Regions from separate parts of the Mus musculus genome. Here all the other regions are linked to region 1. A link is a contact called in public Hi-C and promoter capture Hi-C data. All regions are on one chromosome and are shown on one strand. Each heading gives the region's core, a stretch centred on a gene start, on an enhancer-like site or on the middle of the called end of the contact. The rest is flanking DNA. Distances are from core to core; before and after follow the strand shown. Region 1 holds the start of Tespa1 (thymocyte expressed, positive selection associated 1). Region 2 holds the start of Dnajc14 (DnaJ heat shock protein family (Hsp40) member C14). Region 3 holds the start of Cd63 (CD63 antigen). Region 4 holds the start of Itga7 (integrin alpha 7).

Region 1 (5,249 bases), core at 1,640-4,139:
ACAATGACTATTCTGATAAATATTTATAATAAGTGTGCAGGCAACCATGGAGTTGGCTTGGCCAGCTGGCTTGAAAGGCATGCATCATAGGTTTTTCAGGTTAGAGTCCATGACTCCTGGAGCACAATGTGCCTTCCAGTTTCTGAGAGACTGATGCACTCCCTCAGGCAGTGCAGTATCCAGGCCTCTTTGTTTCCCTTGGAAGTCTAAGAAGCAAGGAAACTTGACAGGACAATTGGTTGTAGATATTAATCTCATGTATCCTGTATGGCTTGCAAATGTCATTGTAACCTGACAACTACCATGTGATTGATCCTGGCAACTGCCATCGTATTTTGTTTCTGATAAGGGTATAAAAAGTCTGATTGCTCTCAATAAAATTGCCACAGCCTCAGTTGTGCTGTAGCTACTCCAGCCTAGCCTGATATAACTCCTTGAGGCCATATCAGGTGACCTTGGACCAGAGTAAGCATAGGTGCTGACATAAGGGTAATGTTTCATTTCAATTGTCAATTGGATGAGACTTGGAGATACCTAGGAAATTGTTATGCCTATAAGTGATTATCTTGATAAGTTATTGAGCTTGGAAGACCTGCTCACTTTGTGTGGCACCTTTCCCTGGACTGAGATCCTGGACTTTATAAAAGGAAAAAAGTGAGCTGAGCACAAACATTTGTGACTTTCTCTCTACTGCAGGTGCAATGTCGCCAGCTAGATCAACCTCTTCCTGTGACTTTTCCATGACCCCAAATCAATCCTTCCTTTCTTACATTACTCTTACCAATGTCTTTTATCACAGTGGCTAGAACGGTAACTAAGACAGTACATAAGTCCAAAAGGGAAGAATAAAATCAGAAGATGCAGGAGATATCTAGACCGAAAAGAGAACTATCAAAGACACCAAGAAGAAAACCCAATAGGAGATGCTGAGGCTGTGGTGGAGGCATGGTCAGTGGTACTAAATGCTACCCAGGATGAAAGTGAAAGAGGGAAACTCTCTTCTAGAGTTTAATAAGGCCTCCCTGAAACTAAAAGACAGCAAACTGAAGACAGCTCTGGGGTGTAGTCATCTTTAAAAGTCTAACTCTTAAAAATTTATTGTAAAAGTAGTTAGTTATTTCCTAGAATAAGGGAACCTGAAGTGGGTTTAAGCATAACAAGCAAAGTGTTAGAAAATGAACATGGTTCCAAACTTTGTCTCTGTAACTCCTTCCATGGGTGTTTTGTTCCCAATTCTAAGAAGGGGCAAAGTGTCCACACTTTGTTCTTCGTACTTCTTCAGTTTCGTGCGTTTAGCAAATTGTAGCTTATATCTTGGGTATCCTAGGTTTTGGGCTAATATCCACTTATCAGTGAGTACATATTGTGTGAGTTCTTTTGTGATTGGGTTACCTCACTCAGGATGATGCCCTCCAGGTCCATCCATTTGCCTAGGAATTTCATAAATTCATTCTTTTTAATAGCTGAGTAGTACTCCATTGTGTAGATGTACCACATTTTCTGTATCCATTCCTCTGTTGAGGGGCATCTGGGTTCTTTCCAGCTTCTGGCTATTATAAATAAGGCTGCTATGAACAAAGTTTGGAGATGTGACGAAAGGATGGACCATCTAGAGACTGCCATATCCGGGGATCCATCCCATAATCAGCTTCCAAACGCTGACACCATTGCATACACTAACAAGATTTTGCTGAAAGGACCCAGGTATAGCTATCTCTTGTGAGACTAGGCCGGGGCCTAGCAAACACATATGTGGATGCTCACAGTCAGCTATTGGATGGATCACAGGGCCCCCAATGGAGGAGCTAGAGAAAGTACCCAAGGAGCTAAAGGGATCTGCAACCCTATAGGTGGAACAACATTATGAACTAACCAGTACCCCGGAGCTCTTGACTCTAGCTGCATATGTATCAAAAGATGGCCTAGTTGGCCATCACTGGAAAGAGAGGCCCATTGAACTTGCAAACTGTATATGCCCCAGTACAGGGGAACACCAGGACCAAAAAGTGGGAGTGGGTGGGTAGGGGAGTCGGGGGGAGGGTATGGGGGACTTTTGGGATAGCTTTGGAAATGTAAATGAGGAAAATACCTAATAAAAATATTTTAAAAAAGAAAAGAAAAAAGAAAATGAACATGGCTCAGTGAGTAAAGTTGCCTTCTAATAAGCTTGATGACCTGAGTTCAAACCCAGGATCTACATGGTGGAAGGAGAAGATTGACTCCTTCAAACTGTCCTCTAACCTCCACATGCATGCTGTGACAGGGGCATGAACACACACACACAGAGAGAGAGAGAGAGAGAGAGAGAGAGAGAGAGAGAGAGAGAGAGAATGAGAGAGAGGGAGGGACAGAGAGAGAATATGCACACACAGAAACATAGATAAATCCAATAAAAATTTTTAAAAAGAAGTTAATGCATAAAAATTGCTTTCATTAATAGTATTTATGAAGAAGCTTCTGGGGGGTCTACCTGAGTGTGAAAGAGTTATGAAAAATCCCAAGTAGGGTGAAGTCCTCAACTATAGAATAAATGTGAGTAGATTTTATGGAGAGACAAGTCTAATTTTTAAATCATTTTCTACATTTTCTATGTACATTTGGCTACAGGAGTAGATTCTAACTGTTTCTAATTATATTAGAGGAAGACTTTTCCAGATTCCCATTGTCTAGTGGGCAATACCCCTCCCTAGGTGTAAAAAACTGAAGTCGCTGCAAGCAGCCATTTCAGGGGATGGGCTCTGCCTGTAAGCTTATGGGTGATAGATGCTTTATTCTTCTGTCTCCTAAGCTAGAGCAGAGGATGTGGCTGGCTAAGAGGCAGAGGCCGTGCAGATGCATGTACAGATATCTCTGTGTTCTCTCACATCCGCTTCCTCTTTTGAGCTGACAGTTGAATGAGAACAGAGAGAAAGTCACAGTCTGCGATATGAAACTATCACACAGCCCTCATCTCTAGCACCACTCCTGAGAAAGATTCAACCCTGTTTCGAGAACTTTCTTACCTCTGGTAAGTGTAGTTTTCTTTGGCTTTAGAGTGGAACTGATATAGAGTTATAGATAGTTATAGAGAAAAGGATATGGGTCAGGGGGGAAAAATCTGGCCTCCAAGTTAAGAGATTTATCAGGAGAGAAACTTTCATTCCTGACCTTAACTCTACAGCCTCATCATTGGAACTATTGAGCAGAGATGCCTCTTCCCATCCTCCTGGCTACCAGATGTTATTGTTCTGGGGTCATGAATCATGGCCTTTTTGATGAACTGAATTGCTATTCACAAAATTCCTTTTTTCTCATGAGAATTCTTAGCATCTTGCTAAACTCATATGTGTGGCCATTTAATTCTATTTTCAATTATGAAAAGCTGTGAACAAGAGAAGTTTCCTGGTTTGATGATAGGTTCTTTTTAGTTCCCTTATCTCTGAATTTGGGAATATACAAACCTGGCCTGACTTTTCTCTCAGCTTTTCTTTGGAATCTTCAGCAAAAGATGTGGAGATAAAGTGTTGTGAGGTATATAAAAATTACTATGTGGGAAAATTTGCACAGTTGGATAATGACAGGCCAAATTTACTAAAGGCCCATGGTTCACATTTTATGAAGACTAGGGTTTTGCCTTATATCTCATTTAAATATGTTGACCTCTCAGTGACCTATATAATATTGGGGCTGGCATCTCCAACACCCTTTGTTTCAGGGTAGCTATCCATCTGTATCCTGGTAAAGGAGGAGGCATGGAAATATCATTCACACTGGGTTTTTCCCACAACCCACTTTATCCCACAACCCATTTTATCCCACAACCCACTTTATCTGTGGGTAGAAGAGGCAATGTAGGGATTTAGGGCAGAGCCCCATCAAGATAAAAGTGTACTGTAGAAGTAGTTTAGTAAGATAATAAGCATTTAAAACAATGCCCAAGGAAATATTTGTGACTTCGTATATCACAAAGGTCCTTAATTGGAGGTTTTATACAATTCATGAGTAATTAGAGGTTGGAAGCTTGCAAATGCCCAAGCTTCTGATTCAGCAGATATTCAGCTTGAGCAGTAAGAGCCAGGGATCTGCAGGTCCTAAATCATGACCATTGGTTTAAAAAAAAAAAAAAAAAGAGCTCAAAAGGCCAGGTTTGTTGGTTGACTTCTACAGAAAATGTTATCATAGATAGCAAGATAAAGCTATAGAAGGAGGGATAGAAAAAGAGCCAACAAACACAGGCACTCAGACAGATTTAGAGGCTATTTATAACCAGACTAATAATGTTCTCTTAACTCCTTCGATCCTCTGAAAGTTAAGATATTTTCTAGGATGAAGCACTATATAGTGATGTGGAGAGACTTTTAGGTTCAAGTTCTGAGATTCAGATTCTAATAGAAAGTTGGGTCTTGGCTCGTGTCTTAGTCTTGACCCATGTCATGACTCAAGCTTCAATCTGAATGGCAGCAATGGAAAAGTCGCAAGCATTACTTTCTATGTGTAGACTCATAGCTGCCTGATTTCCACTTAGAGGTTAAGGAAAGTGACTAACCCAAAAGCCACAGCCCTATGCTCAACCCATACCCGGGCCCAGTGAGAATGGCCAAAACACAGATTTGGGCTGAGAAGAGAATCTGTCAAATAAGCTGAGGGATGAGAAGAATATATGTATCTACTGTGCAATAAAAGCGGGAAATGAGAACAGGAATGAAGTAACTCCATGACCATGAAAACAAAACATTGAGTTAATGATAGCAATACACAGAGATCACTCGGTAGTCAAGAAATCTCTTCACTTATTCTAAACAAGTCTAAATAAAGCTATGTGTAATTATCCAGGGTGAGCTGTTTGCTTATTCCTGATACCTTTTAGTCTGCTGGGATTTTTTTAATGGCATCTCTCACACACCAACAACACAGTATGACTTGATGCAAATATATGACTTTAATATCTCCCATGGTCATTTATAAACCTTCCAGAAATCTCCCTCATATCTGAATGTTCAAAGGGAATGACAGGAAAAGAACTTAGATGATTTGCTTTTAATATTCAGCTAAATTGTTTGTGGAAAAATGGCATTTAAAAAAAGGAAAGGCAAAGGAGTTACTGTTGAAGGCAAGCTTCAACACCACAGGGTAAACTGAGGAGGGCTGAGTGTAGAGTCAGTGACTGGGGGCTGGTGCTGATAGCAACAGGTTTGATAGCAACCAACAGGGGCTGCTGCTGATGGCAGCCAGTAACTAGAAAAAAAGAAAGGATTGGAGCTAAAACGAAA
Region 2 (5,249 bases), core at 1,773-4,272, 1.5 Mb before region 1:
AGGAGGCATTGAGATACAGAAAGGGGGTCCTACGTATTGGGAGAGGAACAGCTAACCAGGGAGCAGAAGCCAGGTACAGCACACCGTGGCAACCTCAAGGAAAGGGGAAAGAGAAGTGTAAGCCCAGTGATAGAAGGAGGGAACTCAGAAATTCCGAGGGGATAGGTAGAGAAACCAGGAGGCAGAGTGGATGCACTGTGGGAAAAAAGCAGGACAGCATCTAGGTCCTCTAGGTACATGGGAAATCACCACAGACTGATTCAGATTCTGGGGAGAGTTGAAATCTCCGGTGGGAGGGATAAACTAGGAATGGAATTCTGAGGTAGGAGACAGAGGAAAAGCCCATAACGGAGGCAGAGGTGAGAGCCAGAGGGTACGGTACGGGCAAACAGAATAATGGGAAGCTGGGAGAGGCAGGATGGAAAATTCTGAAGGTAGGCATCTCCTAACAGAGGAGGTGAAGTGGCCTGGGAGCGAGGAAGACATTTGGCATCATTCTTGAGGGTAGCAGTGTTGGGAAGCTGCCCCTGCCCCCCACCCCATCCCCAGGCCCTGCCCTTTCTCACCAAAGCAGCAGTAGATGATTCCGAAGCAGCAGCAAAGGGCACACACAAGGGCAGGGGCCAAGTCGAGGCTGTCCTGGGGTTCCAAGACACATCTCGGGGCTGGGGGCTCTGGGAGTTGTTGGTTAAAGGGCCTTGGGTGAGATGTTATAGTCAGAGGCAATGAGGCTTTTTCCATGGTAGAAGAGAAGGTGGTCACAGAATGGAAGGTTAGAGAAATCTCCTTTCATCCATCCATAGCTAACTGGCAGGGGCTGGTAAACCTGGAAGAGAATAGAAAGCAGAAACCACAAATCTTGGGGATTCTGTACTTCCATTTCTTTTGAAAAAATGACTTGTTCCAACTAAAAAGCAATTCCTCTCATCTGCAGTTGGAATTCAATACTAAGCCCGGTTGAACCAGACCGAGTAGGGTTAATAACGTGGGAGAGGAAGGAAGAGGAGAGGATGAGTCACCTTAGGGTCTCAGAACAACTGCTTACCACCCTGAAGGGCTGAGGAGAGCAAAGGGGTGGGATTGCTTCCTTAGACCTCCAGCTTCATCCAGCTCCCAGAGGTCCTAGGCACGGGGGTGGCCATCGGCTCCCCAGGCCTGGAGTTGCTCTCTAAACTCCTGAAAGTCGGAGCCCAAAACCTGTAAGCTAAATGCAACCCCCAAGGAAGAAAGGGAACAGACATTTAAAAGTTTCAAATAAGGACTTAAAGAGTCACCCAGTCAGCCTCTGTCCGGATTTTGAAGTCTTGGCTTCATGCCGAGATGGAGTGGTTGGGGAAAGCCGAATACAGCCAGTCCAAATCCCATCGCCCTACATGGAGTAAGCAGGCGCCTTGCCCACAGATAATCTCCTCACATCTTGGTATCCACTTGCTACTAGCCTCAGACTCACACGGGAATTGTTCCACCCACCCTCTCATCCAGGCACGCCTGGGCTGCCAATGGGATTTGATGCTGATCCTGAAGGATCACTGACGATGAGAGGTTGGCATTGCGGGAGTAGGGTGGTGCGGATGCACTTTCCTTCTGCCGTCTTTAGGGTACTGAGGCTGAAGGACTGGAGACCTCCCGGGGCTCTTCTCAATCGCTTAAGAGTTTGGGACGCAAAACAAGGAGAGACCAGGAAGGGTGTTAACTACTCACCACCCTGCAGGGCTGAGGAGAGCAAAGGGGTGGAATTGCTTTCCTAGACCTCCAGCTTCATTCCAGCCCAGAGGTCCTAGGCACACGGGTGGCTGTTGGCCGCAGGCACCCCCTTGGGCTACTGTGCTCTGTTGCTCCCTAAACTCAGGCAAGTCGGAGCCCAAACCCAGGGAGCTAAATGCAATTAGCTTGGGGGCGGGGGTGTGTGTGGGGGAAGGAGACAGGGAGTGTGTATGGGGTGGGGGGGGGGGAGGATGACATCACGGGGCGGGCCCCCTCAATCTTTACCTCTGTCTGTGGGGGAACCCAGGCTACCCACTTCTCTAATCTAGGAGGAGGGACGCCCCCTAACCATAGCAATGAAGAGTTTTGTGACGCCCATCAAGACTAAGACGGAAGGTCTCTGAATGCTAAGGAGATTAATTACCAACTTAACGTTTTCAAAGCCCAAATAGGGTCCCAAAGCACCCGCTGGTCCAACTTGGTTTCTTCCACTTCCCAGAGAATTGGAGTATTGTCTTCTGGGGAACCGGGTGGTCGGGAGCCGGAGAAGGGTTTTTAACTAGTGCTGGGTGGGGGTGTTCATGGGTGGAAAAAAAAACTTGTGGAGCAAGACGGGCCTGGCAGGGACACTGGCAGAACTGTAAGGCTTTAAAGGAGTGCAGACGAGAGGTTCCATCAGGGTCTGCGTAGGGGTTGGGGAGCGTGCTGGCTTCGACCCAAAGCTTACTATGTAAATGAGATGCAAAGCAGCACGCAGATGAGTGCGGGGTTCTGTTACGCTGGACTAGGTTCTGAGCTCCGTGGAACCAGGTACCCCTAGCCGCATTCCCTGGCCCGGCCCTTACGCCGCGTTCACAGGGGGCGGATCGGCGGCGTGGAAGCTCGCCAGTTGGGTCCAGGAGAAGTGTCGCGTCTCTTTAGGGGGCTAGCTAGTCCGGGACACACACTTCTCCGCAACCTCTTGGCTGGACAGCCGACAGGGAAGGGTCTGGGCGAGCAGGGTCGCTGGCTCCTCTGCGTGCCCTGGGTGTCTGTCTGCACGCCAAAGACGGTGTGTGCTTCGGCAGCCGCCCTTCATCTCCGTTTCAGCAGCGACGACGAGGAGTACAGTTCGCAGGCTTCAGCTCGCTTACGGCGGGACCTGCGTGGAGGCGGAGGGCCCTTTAAGGGGTGGGGCCGGATGCTCTAGCACCGCCTCCTCGATTGACTCCGCGCCCGCCGCGCAAGTGAGAGCCTCGGCTAAGCGCTTTTCTCTTCCCTTCGCGACCTTTTCCCCCCCCCCGGTGACCCCGGAAGTGGAAGTAAGCGGCCGTGGCGGGGACGGAAGGCGGAAGCGGAGCGTGAGCGGGAGGCGGAGCCGGGGGAGCTGCTCCTGTAGCTCCCCCTGGCAGCTCCCCCTGGCCTCAGGCGCAGCTGCTTGAGGAGGGAGGAGTTACCGCTGCTGCTCGGTACGTCGCCTTCGCCCCTGGTACCCCGTCGGTGGGTTCTCGGGTAATCTTTTGCAGGGGCACCTCGAAGCTCCGCCCTCAGCTTTTCCTCTAGCCCTGCACGGTCCCCACCCTTTTCTGACAGATTGCGGCCTCCCTCTTTCAGGCAGTCTTTTTTTTTTTTCCTAAGAGTTACCCCCCCACCCCCCCGCCGCCCCGACCACACCCTTTGCGGCACCCCCCCTCCCCCCCATTTCTCAGATTGAAGATTGTTAGCTTCTTGGAGGAAGAAGAAAAAAAAATTAAGATTTCGGGAGTAAGGGGGTTTCTGAGGTCCGGGTTGGTGCAAGCAGGTTTGTGGTCTGCCTAACTCACGTTTATTGTTAGGGATAGCGAATTTGAGCTAACACTGCCTGGGGAGTGGGTACATTGAATATGTCATTTTGAGATTGTTTAACTCTTGGTTCTATCCTTGACCATTCCCAACTTGATATCTTTGTTACAGGCAATGATGGCAGTGACCTAAAATCCTCAGGAAGCCCGGGGTCATGGCCCAGAAGCACCCGGGAGAAAGAAGGTTGTGTGGAGCCCACCGCAGTGGTGGTACCTCCCTCAGTACATCAGGATCCTCTGTGGACCCCGAAATACTTTCATTCTCAGGACTCAGGGACTCAGCAGAGACTGCTCCTAATGGTACACGATGCCTCAAAGAGCACTCCGGCCCTAAGTACACACAGCCTCCAAATCCAGCCCACTGGTCAGATCCAAGCCATGGTCCTCCAAGGGGTCCAGGACCACCTAGAGGAGGAGGCTACCCTGATGAGAGCGAGACAGGTTCAGAAGAGTCAGGAGTGGACCAGGAACTCTCAAGAGAGAATGAGACTGGGTACCAGGAGGATGGGAGTCCTTCTTTTCTTTCCATTCCATCTGCTTGTAACTGCCAGGGAAGCCCTGGAGTCCCCGAAGGAACTTACTCCGAGGAAGGAGATGGCTCTTCTAGCAGCCTTTGCCACCATTGCACCTCTCCAGCCTTGGGGGAAGATGAAGAGTTGGAAGAAGAATATGATGATGAGGAACCTCTTAAATTTCCCAGTGATTTTTCACGTGTGTCCAGTGGAAAGAAACCCTTGTCCCGGAGGCAGAAGCACCGTTTTCTGATCAAGGAGGATGTTCGGGATAGTGGACGCAGAGAACCCAAGGCCCCAGGTCGTCATCGGCTGGCCCGAAAAAGAAGTCAGACAGATAAGCGCAGAGGCCTGGGACTGTGGGGAGTAGAGGAACTATGTCAGCTTGGACAAGCAGGCTTCTGGTGGCTGATTGAACTTCTGGTATTGGTGGGAGAGTATGTGGAAACCTGTGGCCATCTCATTTACGCATGCAGGAAGCTGAAAGGCAGTGACCTGGACCTTTTTCGAGTCTGGGTGGGGGTCTGGGCCAGGAGACTGGGGGGCTGGGCCCGCATGATGTTCCAGTTTCTAAGCCAGAGCTTCTTCTGTGTGGTGGGGCTGCTCATCCGTATTCTTAGGGTAGTGGGTGCTTTCCTACTCCTGGCTCTCGCCCTCTTTTTGGGATGTCTACAATTGGGCTGGAGGTTTTCGGTGGGACTGGGCAACCGGTTAGGCTGGAGGGATAAGACCGCTTGGCTGTTCTCTTGGCTGGGTTCTCCAGCCTTGCATCATTGCTTGACTCTGCTGAAAGATAGCAGGCCATGGCAGCAGCTGGTAAGGTTAATACAGTGGGGCTGGCAGGAGCTGCCCTGGGTCAAACAGAGGACTAAGAAACAGGGCAATGCACCTGTAGCTAGCGGGCGATACTGCCAGCCTGAAGAGGAAGTGACCCGACTCTTGACCATGGCTGGGGTTCCTGAAGATGAACTAAACCCTTTTCATGTGCTGGGGGTTGAAGCTACAGCATCCGACACTGAACTAAAGAAGGCCTATAGGCAGCTAGCAGTAATGGTGAGTATCCTTTGCTGCTTCCTGTTGCTCTTTCCCCATATTTTCTGTTCCAGTTTTTAGGGAGTGTAGAGTCAAGGGAAGGTGAAGGATTTCCTTTCTTTGTTTTGTTTTTGAGTTAGGGTTTCACCTTGTAGACAGACTAACCTGGAACTCATGATTT
Region 3 (5,249 bases), core at 751-3,250, 1.4 Mb before region 1:
GATGATCTTGAATTCATGAGACTTATGCCTCTACCTCATGAGTTCTGGAATAATAAGCACATACCACAACCATGCCTGGTTCATGAGGTGCTAAGAATACAAGCCCAGGCTGTCTGCATATTAAGCAAGCACTTTACCAACTGAACTACGTCCTCAGCTCAGGTTTATTCTTGTTTTTTTTGAGATGGGGTCTCGAGTCGTAGCTCATTCTGGCCTTGAACTTTGAATGACCAAGGGATCCTCCCGTTTCAGTCTCCCAAATGCTATACTTATAGGTGTATACCACTGATTTTGTTTTGGTTGGATTGAGACAAGGTGTTGTTGTGTAGCCCAGGATGGCCTGTAACCTTCAGCCATCCTGCCTTCACCTCCATAGTGCTGGGAAGGACAGGCCTCACCATCATGCCTAGACTTCTTTGTAGCCTGGGAACTGAGCCTGAGTTCGTGACACATGCTCTACCATAGATCTGCATGCATTTCCATTCGCCATTTTGAACTATAGTCTCACTAGCACTGGGTATACAGCTTAGCTGGTAGAGTGCTTGCCTAGTAGGCACAAAATCCTGGGTCTGGTGCCAGAACTGCATAAACTAGATGCACTTGTGCACACCGGTGGTGCCAGCACTTGTGGAGGCAAAATGACCTGCAGTTCAGGGTTATCCTCAGCTACATATGGAATTCCAGGCCAGCCTGGGCTACATGAGACCCTGATTCCAAAGAGATAGGTGTGTGTGTGTGTGGTGTCTCACTAAACTGTCCAGAGTGGCTTTGAATTTTTGATTTTCTTGTGCCAGGTGTGGTGTCATGGACTTTTAGTGTCTGGAGGCTGAGGCAGGCAGATCTCTGAGTTTGAGGCCAGCCTGGTCTACAGATAGAGTTCCAGGGCAGCCGGGTCTACACAGAGAAACCCTATCGAGAGAGAGAGAGAGAGAGAGAGAGAGAGAGAGAGAGAGAGAGAGAGAGAATATGAAAGTGCTGGGATTACATATGTGTGCCACCAGCTGGCCTTTGTTTTAATTGTTTCTTTATATACAGTCCCTTCCCTTCAGATTCAGTAAGCAACTCAAGGCAGAAGGAGCTGCGGAGAAAAGGACAAAGTTCAGGTTAGGAGTGTAAGGCCGGTCGGTCCTATCTGAGCTTTTTACAACAGTTCCTTCTGTGAACCACCAGCGGCACACGGGAGAAAGGTATTTCTAACTCTCGCCTTTACCTGGTTTTGCCATCTCTGATGAAAAGAGGAATAAGATACGGAAGTCCATGCTATTGCCTCGCCGGCCTTAGTGTCCTTTCTCACATCTCCATTAACCACTGGCTAATCCAGGAGCAAGGGAGCTCTAAGGCTTTGTTAATCTTTTCCCAGGAGGGCCCAGGCTCTGACGTGTTATGATTGACGCATGGAAACGGGGTTCTAGACAAGGGCTTCCTCAAAGGGTTTTCTCAGCTCAGGAGTTCTAGAAAATGGAGAAGCTGGGGCCATAAAACCCTAGTCCAGAATGTTGGGAGACTTCTAGGATGGGAAGCTAGGGGCTTTCTGGAAGTGTTTATTCTGACTTCACCCAGTGCCACTCAACCCACACCTTCTGCGGGTGGCTCGGGAATGGGGCGGGGGGCAGGGCCTTGAACAAGGACGGAGAGGGAGCTGCGTGGTGGGTACTCGGTGGGTTGAGGTCTGCAGATGACCGTTTTGATACTTTGGCTCAGTTCTGTCTTTGGGCAACTCTGAGCCGCCGTGCGTCCTCTGGACTCTGACTCGCCTACTCCTGAACCAGAGAGAACCAGACGGCGCCTGGGTTGCAGAGGGCTCCGGGAACCCTGAGGTCCGGCTCCTGGCTCGAGCCTTCCAGGCAGCGGCCACGTGGCCTTGTCCTGGCGGGGGGCTCACCTCCCCCTGCTAGCCTGGTGACTCAGGCCGCAGCTGTTCCCGTGTCACATGAGAGAGAGAGGGAGGGAGGGAAGAAGGCGGCCACCCTGCGGGGGAGGGGGGCGGCCGGAGCCGGGGCGGGGCCGTGCAGCAGGCGGGGCGCGGGCAGGGGGCACGGGAGACGGCGGCTGAGCCGCGGCAGGAGAGTACTGAGAAGCGTCGGGGAGCGCAGGTGAGCCGGGCCCGGGGACCCGGGGGACGTCCGTGGGGGCAACTTTGCCTCGAAGTTCGCGGGGCGCCATCCGCGCCGCACCCGAGGGGAGGCTCGCGCCCAGGGGCTGGCGAGGGTCTCGGGTCGCGGCCTGTCGGGATCGGGGATCGGGAATCGGCGCTGTGCAGCGGCGGGCGGAGATCTACCTGGAGTCCGGCCGCGCCCTCCGTGCGTCCCGGGATCCCGAGATCCCGAGGCCCCGCTGCGTGGCGCGCCCCAGTCCGGCCGGCGAGCGGGGAGGGCTGGGAGACGTGGGTCTGACCGCGGGTTTCTGGGTGGGAGGGCAGCGATGGGGGCCGCGCAGGGAAGGCTGCGAAGGCCGGCGGGGAGCTGCGGATGTGGCGGCCCCTCGGCCTGCTCTACCTGCTCTAATCCTTGGTGTTCTCCGCGGCCCCAGGCCCAACAGCCATGGCGGTGGAAGGAGGAATGAAGTGTGTCAAGTTTTTGCTCTACGTTCTCCTGCTGGCCTTCTGCGTGAGTAGTGCGGGGAGAGCGACGGGGCGCCCGGGCGGGGTGCGGGGGGGGGAGTCTTGGAGCGGGAGCCGTGAAGGGTGAGGGACCCAGAGATGAAGGCAGCTGGAGGCCAGATGTGGAAGGAAAGCCCAGGGAAAAGGGCCAAAGGCAGAACGTGTCCGCGCTACCTCCCTTCCCCATCCCCCACGCGCAGCTTTCCGGGACCTCTGAGTAAAGTTTGGACCGAGAATTGCCATCCTAGACGGGGAGCACCCCCAACCAACCCCCTCCTGGCCCTTCCTGTCTGGTGACCCAACCATTCGTGGTACGGGGTGGTGGGGCAACCTGCCAACGGTCTGATGGTATCGCCAAGGGGCTGTCTCCACTCCTCACACCGTTGATTCCTCTCCATTCTCTTAGCCCTCTCATTTACTTGGGGGTAGGAAAGGCTCTGCCCTCCTTCATTTGCTCCTCCCTGTGTGTTCTGAAAGGGGCCACTCTTTTTTTGTTTGTTTGTTTTTCGAGACAGGGTTTCTCTGTATAGCCCTGGCTGTCCTGGACCTCATTTTGTAGACCAGGCTGACCTCGAACTCAGAAATCCGCCTGCCTCTGCCTCCCGAGTGCTGGGATTAAAGGCGTGCGCCACCACGCCCGGCCCGAAAGGGGCCACTCTTACCCCCTCCTCCGCCCTAGCCTAGCTGGCCCTAGGACCTGAGTCACTGGAGTGAGGGGGTAGTTCTGGGAGAGACTCTAGCTGGGAGTCCATAGAAAGTAACCCATATCCTGTGCCGAAGCGCTGTTTAAAGGCAGCATGACACCTCCCGATTCCCTTCTCCTTGTGTGCCTTAAACAACTTCCCAGCCTTCATTGTGGGGCAAGGATGGGCAGACCTTGTCTACAGCCAGTGTTTCCTGGAGGTGTAGGATCTATCTTCTGGGTGGGGGTCGGGTGCGAGGGCTACTGGACTGAGGATCTGACCTAACTCTCGCCTTTTTCCTCAGGCCTGTGCAGTGGGATTGATCGCCATTGGTGTAGCGGTTCAGGTTGTCTTGAAGCAGGCCATTACCCATGAGACTACTGCTGGCTCGCTGTTGCCTGTGGTCATCATTGCAGTGGGTGCCTTCCTCTTCCTGGTGGCCTTTGTGGGCTGCTGTGGGGCCTGCAAGGAGAACTACTGTCTCATGATTACAGTGAGTGGGGTGTGGGAGCTCTTGGGGGCTACCGGAAGCCTTTTCTGTGGTGAAGGTGGGTGGATGGAGAACACCAGGAAAGTCTCAGTAATTGACCGGGTCAGAGCAAGCCCTTTAAATCCAGACTTCAAACCCAACTCCTGTCCTCCCACAGTTTGCCATCTTCCTGTCTCTTATCATGCTTGTGGAGGTGGCTGTGGCCATTGCTGGCTATGTGTTTAGAGACCAGGTAAGCAGGGAATGGGGGGGGGGGGACCCATCTCAGGTTGCTCTGGGAATCTGGGGCCGGAAGTCTGTTCTCTACAGCACCCACTTCTCTGCTCTTAGGTGAAGTCAGAGTTTAATAAAAGCTTCCAGCAGCAGATGCAGAATTACCTTAAAGACAACAAAACAGCCACTATTTTGGACAAATTGCAGAAAGAAGTGAGTGGGATGGCCGGGAGGAGGGTTAGCCGGGATAGAAGATTCTCAACTCTGAATTAAAGTGGAGGTTTCCCTCCCATCCCTCTTCCCTTCCTAGAATAACTGCTGTGGAGCTTCTAACTACACAGACTGGGAAAACATCCCCGGCATGGCCAAGGACAGAGTCCCCGATTCTTGCTGCATCAACATAACTGTGGGCTGTGGGAATGATTTCAAGGAATCCACTATCCATACCCAGGTAGGGAGAAGGAGACAGGAGATGCTTACGGGATCAGAGTTGGGGGATGAGATCTGGGGATAGGGGTTGGGAGAAAGGGACAGGAGGAGGGAGGTAGAAGTTTCTGTTGGTATTCATGCCTGCCCCTTCCCTTCAGGGCTGCGTGGAGACTATAGCAATATGGCTAAGGAAGAACATACTGCTGGTGGCTGCAGCGGCCCTGGGCATTGCTTTTGTGGAGGTGAAGAATGCTGTGGGCTGGGGGGGGGGGGTCTGAATCAGCCCAGGGCATCTGGGGAGCAGGAGGCACCGGCCTGGGAACAGTGGCTGTTGGATGGGTTTGGGGAAGCTTGCCCTGCCTCCTCTCCACCCTCATTTCCATCTTTCCTTTCAGGTCTTGGGAATTATCTTCTCCTGCTGTCTGGTGAAGAGTATTCGAAGTGGCTATGAAGTAATGTAGGGGTGGGGGGCGTTTGGTCTTTTCATGGAGTGGATTCTCCAGGTTTTTCAATTAAACGGATTATTTTTTCAGACCTAAAAAAGGAGATGGTCTCAGTTTATCTTAGAGTGATGGATGGCCCCTTCCTTTTCCTTCTCCCTGTCGCTGCCCTGAAATTAGGCAGGCATATTTAGGGGCATTTGGGGAAAGGTGTATTTTCTTGAGGGTGTTGGTTGGGCTGGCAGTGGAAGAGGTGGGGAATCCAGAGGAGGTTGTAGCTGAGTGCTCTCCTCTGCCCCTGGCTTTGTGCTGCCTGCTTAGCCTTCAAACAGTGTTGCCGCAGCATCCTTGAGGCCATCTCCTGCATAAGTCAAAGGGAGTTTCCATAGAGGTCC
Region 4 (5,249 bases), core at 1,793-4,292, 1.4 Mb before region 1:
ATTCACCCCTCTGTCTTTATCTTCTGGCAAACACTATGTAGTTTTAAAAAAAGTCTTAAAAAAAAAGACTTATTTATTTATTTATTTGAGTACACTGTAGCTGTCTTGAGACACACCAGAAGAGGGCATCAGATTCCATTGTAAGCCACCATGTGGTTGCTGGGATTTGAACTCAGGACCTCTGAAAGAGCAGTTAGTGCTCTTAACCACTGAGCCATCTCTCCAGCCCCCACTATATAGTTTTGTCATTTTGATAGTGTTATGTCAATGTTATAATGCAGTATTTTTGCTGATGTGGTGTTGGGAATCATAATCTATGACTTTGTGTATGCTAGGAAGATATTCTTCCATGAGCTACGCCCCAGCCTTGAGCTCTTTTGGATTTGGTTGTGTAGTCCAGTCACACTGAAGATCTTGCCTATAAGGGTTTGAAGTGAAGGAGTGCAGCTTTGAACACAGCTTATTAATTTTACTAATTTCTAAACTCGACTCAAATGGAAGCCATTTCCTGACCTGATGTTTGATGTGGTCCTTCCCTGACTCTCAGGGTTTCTCTAGTTTCTTCACGTCTGTTCACCTACAGTGCCGCTCAGCACCGCGACATTTTGCTCTGGATCATCCCTTAGGGAAATATATTTGTCTTCATTACTAAGCTGGTTTAGTAGTCTTGTGTGTTCTTTCCCTCCCTTACCCCACTATTTATAGCCAGGCTAATTTTGGGTGACCAATCTCTCTTATTTTCTGCTTCTTCCTCCTGTGGCGGGTGAGGTGACTTCTCAAATATTTGGGCAGAGGAGGTCAGAAGCAGATTCTTGGCATCTGATTTCAGCCTTGGATTTATGGGAAGCTGGTGGAGTGCAGACAGAGGCAAGCCAAGCTGCAGGTGGAGAAAGGAAGGCAGCTGGAGCTCTAAAGGCATTTTGACCTGAGTCAGAGGTCTGGGGAGGAGTCGTAAGTCCTGGGTTCCATCCCAGTTGTGCCCTTCTGTGTTCTCACATGATCTCCTTTCTGGAGCTCTGAGACACAAACACACTGGAGAGGGAATACTGGGGAACACTGAAGGTAGAATCCTGTTGCCTGTCTTACATACCCATCTCTTTTATAGCACCCGTTTAGAGGCATGCTACATCCCTGCCGAGCATTACAAAAATGGCCAAACTATCATAGGCATTTTAACTGTCCTGGGGGCAAAGATTGTTCTATGATCAGAGTAAGAGCCAAAGAATAATCCTAAACAGAGAAAAGAGATAAGGGGACACAGCAGAAGCAGCTTTTAAGAAAGGGAAGAAGAGAGATCACAAGAATATGGGATATTTGGAGGGTAGAGCCACTGAGAAATAGTCTGAGAAAGATCTCTAGAGTGACATGCTCAAGGTGTGTGTGTGTGTGTGTGTGTGTGTGTGTGTGTGTGTAAAAATAGAACTTCAGGCAAAGCAGTCAGAGAGGGGTGCATGCAAGACCAATGCCTAGTAAGAGAAGCCAGTGGGGCTGTAGAGATGGCTCAGAGGTTAAGAGCACTGACTGATTTTCCAGAGGTCCTGAGTTCAATTTCCAGCAACCACATGGTGGTTCAAAACCATCTGTAATGGGATCTGATGCCCTCTTCTGGTGTGTCTGAAGACAGCTACAGTGTACTCAGACATAAAACAAATAAATAATTCCTGGAAAAAAAAAAAAAGAAAGAGAAGCTAGAAGACAAAGTGGAAGGGGGTGAGGCTACTATTTTGCCAAATTATTCTCCATCTCTTCTCTTGGCCTCATTTCTTGATTAGAGTTATAAATAGCAAAGAGATGGAAAAAAATGTCCCTCCCTTTGCTTCTACACCAGAGTGGGGGAAGGGAAGTGAAGTTGGGTAGGCCCTTGGGTCTCTGTGGAGAACTCTTTATTTTATTTTTTTGAGGCAGGGTCTGGGTATTGGAGATCATCCAACTCCTATCTGAAGTAGCCCAAAACTCTGCATTCCCCTTTCTGTTGATTCATTCAGAGACCAATTCACTATGTAGCTTTGTAGGCTGGGCTGACTTCAGCCTTGTTCACTGCTGAGATTGCAGGTCTGGGTCTTCAAGCCTGGCTTCCCATCCCCCTCTTAGGTTTTGAGACAGGGCTGCACTCTGTAGCTCTGACTGGCCTGGAACTCTCCCTGTAGACCAAGTTGCTTTCGAGATGACAGAGATCTTCCTGGCTCTGCCTATTGAGTGCTGGGAATATAAGCGCGTCCTACCACACCCAGCTTGCCATCCTTTTTTTGTTGCGTTGGAAATGACCAGTCTCTGGAAGGACCTGATAGCAGGATCTTTGTCTCTTAGGTCCAGTGTCTTTCATTTTTGCCCCCTTTTAGCTCTCTCTTCCCTCTCCACAGTTTAACTTGCATTTCTTATTTTACTCTTTTTCTTTTTCCTTCACTGCAGACTTTGAGCTAAACTTGACCTTCCTCCTGTTCTTCATTCCCTTCTTTCCATTTGCTCCAGTCTCCACCCCTGCTGAGTGTTTTCTGTCTGTGCCTTTACTTCTTTCTGGTCCTCTGAATGCTGACGTTGTGACTTGCTAATACTGCCTTCGTTATTTGTGGGCTGTATGGCATGAGGAGCGGTTTGATTCTTACAGCCTACGAGGTGTGCTGTGAGTCTCCAGGGGAGGCGAAGTCAGTAAAGGACCACTCTAGATCAGGGCCCAGGAACTTTCCGGTCCTCTGTTTTTATCAGCATATCTGTCTTCTCAGCCTCATCTCAATTCTCTGTGATTCTTCTTTTTACTGTACTCTTTCTCTCCGCATTTCTGGGCTCAACCTCCACTTTTTGGGGGGAAGGGTGGGTGAAGGAATGAGTGCACAGTGCAAAGGTGGGGCGGCAGGGCGCAAGGCAATGGGTGCGGCGGGTGCTAGACCTGAGCCGCGGGTCTGGGCATCCCCGGACCCTGGGTCTTGCGCCTGAGTCTATCTGCTGCTGGGGGCATGGGGCGGGAAGGGGCGGGGTCTGGGGCGGTGTCCCAGAGAGGAGGCGGAGCCGGAGCCGGAGCCGGTGCTCCCAAGGCGTGCAGTAGTTGTACTTAGCTGGTCCTGGGGCAGCAGCGGGAAGGGACTGAAGAGGGGTGCTGAGGTGAAAGATTGGAAGACCCGGAAAGATCAGCTAGATTTCGGAAACCAGAAACACCCTCGGGGAGACCTGGGGCTCCCGGCGCGCGACGATTTCCTCGCACTAGCTGGGAGAGCGTTGATCCCATGGCCAGGATTCCGAGGTGCGATTTTCTCCGGCCCCCCGGAATCTACTATCTTATTACTTCCTTGCTCGCTGGACTGTTCTTACCACCGGCTATCGCCTTCAATCTGGATGTGATGGGTGCCATACGCAAGGAGGGAGAACCCGGCAGCCTATTCGGCTTTTCGGTGGCCCTGCACCGACAATTACAGCCCCGACCCCAGAGCTGGTGAGTCACCGTACCCGCCCAGAGTCCCCAGGCTCAAGCTTTGGGCTACCTTTCTCCCAACTCCTCACCTATCCATCTCTCAGGTTTTCAACCGTACTCTGCCCACAGGCATCTCACACTTGAAGCCTTGCCTCGTATTGTCCAGGTCCTCAGACTCAGAGTCTTGCCTTGGGGGATGAGTTAAAGAGCAACATTCTTGCCAGAGACCCTCTTCCTTCTGCCTCTCCCTTCCGTTTGCATTCTTGCTCCAGCCTTGCATCTCTGGCTCCTTTTCTACCTCAGAGGGGTGAACTGCTCCAGGAAGGGAGGGTGAGCATTCTGCCTCTGCATAGGATGGACCGAGTGGGCAAGGGCAGAGTGGATGAGGGTGCCATGGGAGGCAAAGAGGAGAGAAAACAGAAATAGCTACTGTCAAAGCATCACCATGAGATAGCGTGAGGACTGCAGGGCATGGAGGCCAGGAGTGGTGTGGCTTAACACAGCAGGGAGACTAGAGGAAGAGCTGAGAAGGCCTGACAGTCTTCAGTGATGGTCACAGACGGTGGCAGAGACTGTCTGAAAAATAGAGACTGTCTGAGCAGTAGCAAGAAATGGTGGCAGCTGTCACCACCATCGCCAGAGACAGCAGCAGCAGCAGCAGCAGCAGCAGCAGCAGCAGCAGCAGCAGCAGCAGCAGGAGGATACAGTAAAGATACCACGCTGCTTCTGTTCCTCCTCAGGAAATTTCTAACTCCAGAAATCTCAGCAGTAGGGAGAGACAAGGAAGCCCGAGGCTGAGGAATAATTGACATTTTTTTCAGGACCCCTGGTAGCTAGACACATTTGCAGTGTTTCCAAATCCTTGGTTCTTACTACATGTGACAGGAGGTGAGACCAGGAAGAAAGCTTCCCACCCCCGCCCGCCAAAGGGCTTTCTCACCCATGGCCAATGCACAAGCCACATTTAAGTGTCCATTACTGGGATCGATGCTGTCCTCGGGGACTGTCTTTTCCTTGGTCTGGGGGCAGGAGACAGAGATGAGAGTTTATTTCTCACTCACTGGAGGTGGGGGTAGCCTTAATCTTTCTTCTTCCATTATTCCTGTCATCTGGGAGAAGGGTCTGCTCTCTAAACCTTTGGGAAAGATAGGAAACTGATGTCTCTAGCCAGTAGCAGGCTTCCTCTCCGTCTCTTCCTCTCTCCCCCCTCTTCCCCCCATCTGTTAGAGTTCCAGGCCTGGAGGCCTTTTTAGGACATGCCGAACTCTCTGAGTTATTTCCAGGCAAATTCTAGGTTATTTTTAATAGCATGGTCTCTTGTCATTTTCCCCTTCTCTAAAGGTGGCCCCTAATTCTGTCTCCCAGGGCCAAGTTAGGGGTAGTCCCAGAGGGGCCTGACTGTCTGGCCTCATTGCGCTCCAGCAGGGGGCATTCTGCTGACTGGGGGCACAGAGAAGCTGCCACCTTGTTTGGTCTCTCTCTCCTGTAGCCTCTTGAGCACTGATAGGAAGACTCATTTGTTTTCATTCTAACTTAGGTAAGATTTTGAGTTCTATCTTTCCTACTTTGCTTTGTATTTGCCACCTCACTTATTCCTATCAACTGCAAAATGGAAGCAAACAATACCACGATCCCGTCGGATCATTCAATAGCACAAGGCCTGTAGTGAGTGCTGTGAAAGTGTTCGCTGTCCTGGAGCCCTGGTGTTGGGATTCACAGAGCCTGAGAACAGCTTCACAGCATCTTGGATCCAGAGGCTTGGCTGGAGGGACCCCAGGCGGAGCCAGCCTTTCTGGACATGTAGTTTTCCCAGAGGGCCACTCAGACTGCACTAGGTCAGGGAGGG

What was found. Promoter capture Hi-C pulls out the DNA fragments that hold promoters and counts their contacts. Hi-C and Micro-C count contacts between places; a contact is called where the count stands out from the background.
Region 2: a Hi-C map of B cells shows a contact between it and region 1, with 5 read pairs. The contact joins the promoter of Dnajc14 here to the promoter of Tespa1 in region 1. A contact is called at or near these places in 3 of 39 promoter capture datasets (the C10 cell line and pre-B cells) and 1 of 484 Hi-C or Micro-C datasets (B cells).
Region 3: a contact with region 1 is called in a promoter capture Hi-C map of the HPC-7 cell line, with 6 times the contacts expected there. The contact joins the promoter of Cd63 here to the promoter of Tespa1 in region 1. A contact is called at or near these places in 5 of 39 promoter capture datasets (the C10 cell line, the HPC-7 cell line, hippocampal neurons and 1 more), 1 of 484 Hi-C or Micro-C datasets (B cells) and 1 of 115 datasets of contacts at active chromatin or transcription factors (large pre-B cells).
Region 4: a promoter capture Hi-C map of pre-B cells shows a contact between it and region 1. The contact joins the promoter of Itga7 here to the promoter of Tespa1 in region 1. A contact is called at or near these places in 3 of 39 promoter capture datasets (hippocampal neurons, pre-B cells and stem cell-derived epiblast-like cells) and 1 of 484 Hi-C or Micro-C datasets (B cells).

Annotation. Positions count from the first base shown.
Region 1 is chr10:130,319,963-130,325,211 of GRCm38.p6, forward strand. Tespa1 (thymocyte expressed, positive selection associated 1) reads left to right here and starts at 2,890. Exons shown (of 9, transcript NM_183264.4): 1 at 2,890-3,007.
Region 2 is chr10:128,802,532-128,807,780 of GRCm38.p6, forward strand. It overlaps Dnajc14 (DnaJ heat shock protein family (Hsp40) member C14), which reads left to right and starts at 3,023. Exons shown (of 7, transcript NM_001359825.1): 1 at 3,023-3,152; 2 at 3,637-5,089. The coding sequence starts at 3,680. It overlaps Tmem198b (transmembrane protein 198b), which reads right to left and starts at 1,916. Exons shown (of 5, transcript NM_178066.3): 1 at 1,702-1,916; 2 at 567-826. The coding sequence starts at 741.
Region 3 is chr10:128,907,866-128,913,114 of GRCm38.p6, forward strand. Cd63 (CD63 antigen) reads left to right here and starts at 2,001. Exons shown (of 8, transcript NM_007653.3): 1 at 2,001-2,093; 2 at 2,530-2,606; 3 at 3,587-3,775; 4 at 3,930-4,004; 5 at 4,103-4,198; 6 at 4,296-4,436; 7 at 4,573-4,656; 8 at 4,810-4,957. The coding sequence starts at 2,541. The coding sequence ends at 4,875.
Region 4 is chr10:128,930,771-128,936,019 of GRCm38.p6, forward strand. Itga7 (integrin alpha 7) reads left to right here and starts at 3,043. Exons shown (of 25, transcript NM_001330160.1): 1 at 3,043-3,424. The coding sequence starts at 3,219. Gm46186 (a long non-coding RNA gene) reads right to left here. Exons shown (of 3, transcript XR_001779675.2): 3 at 4,180-5,249.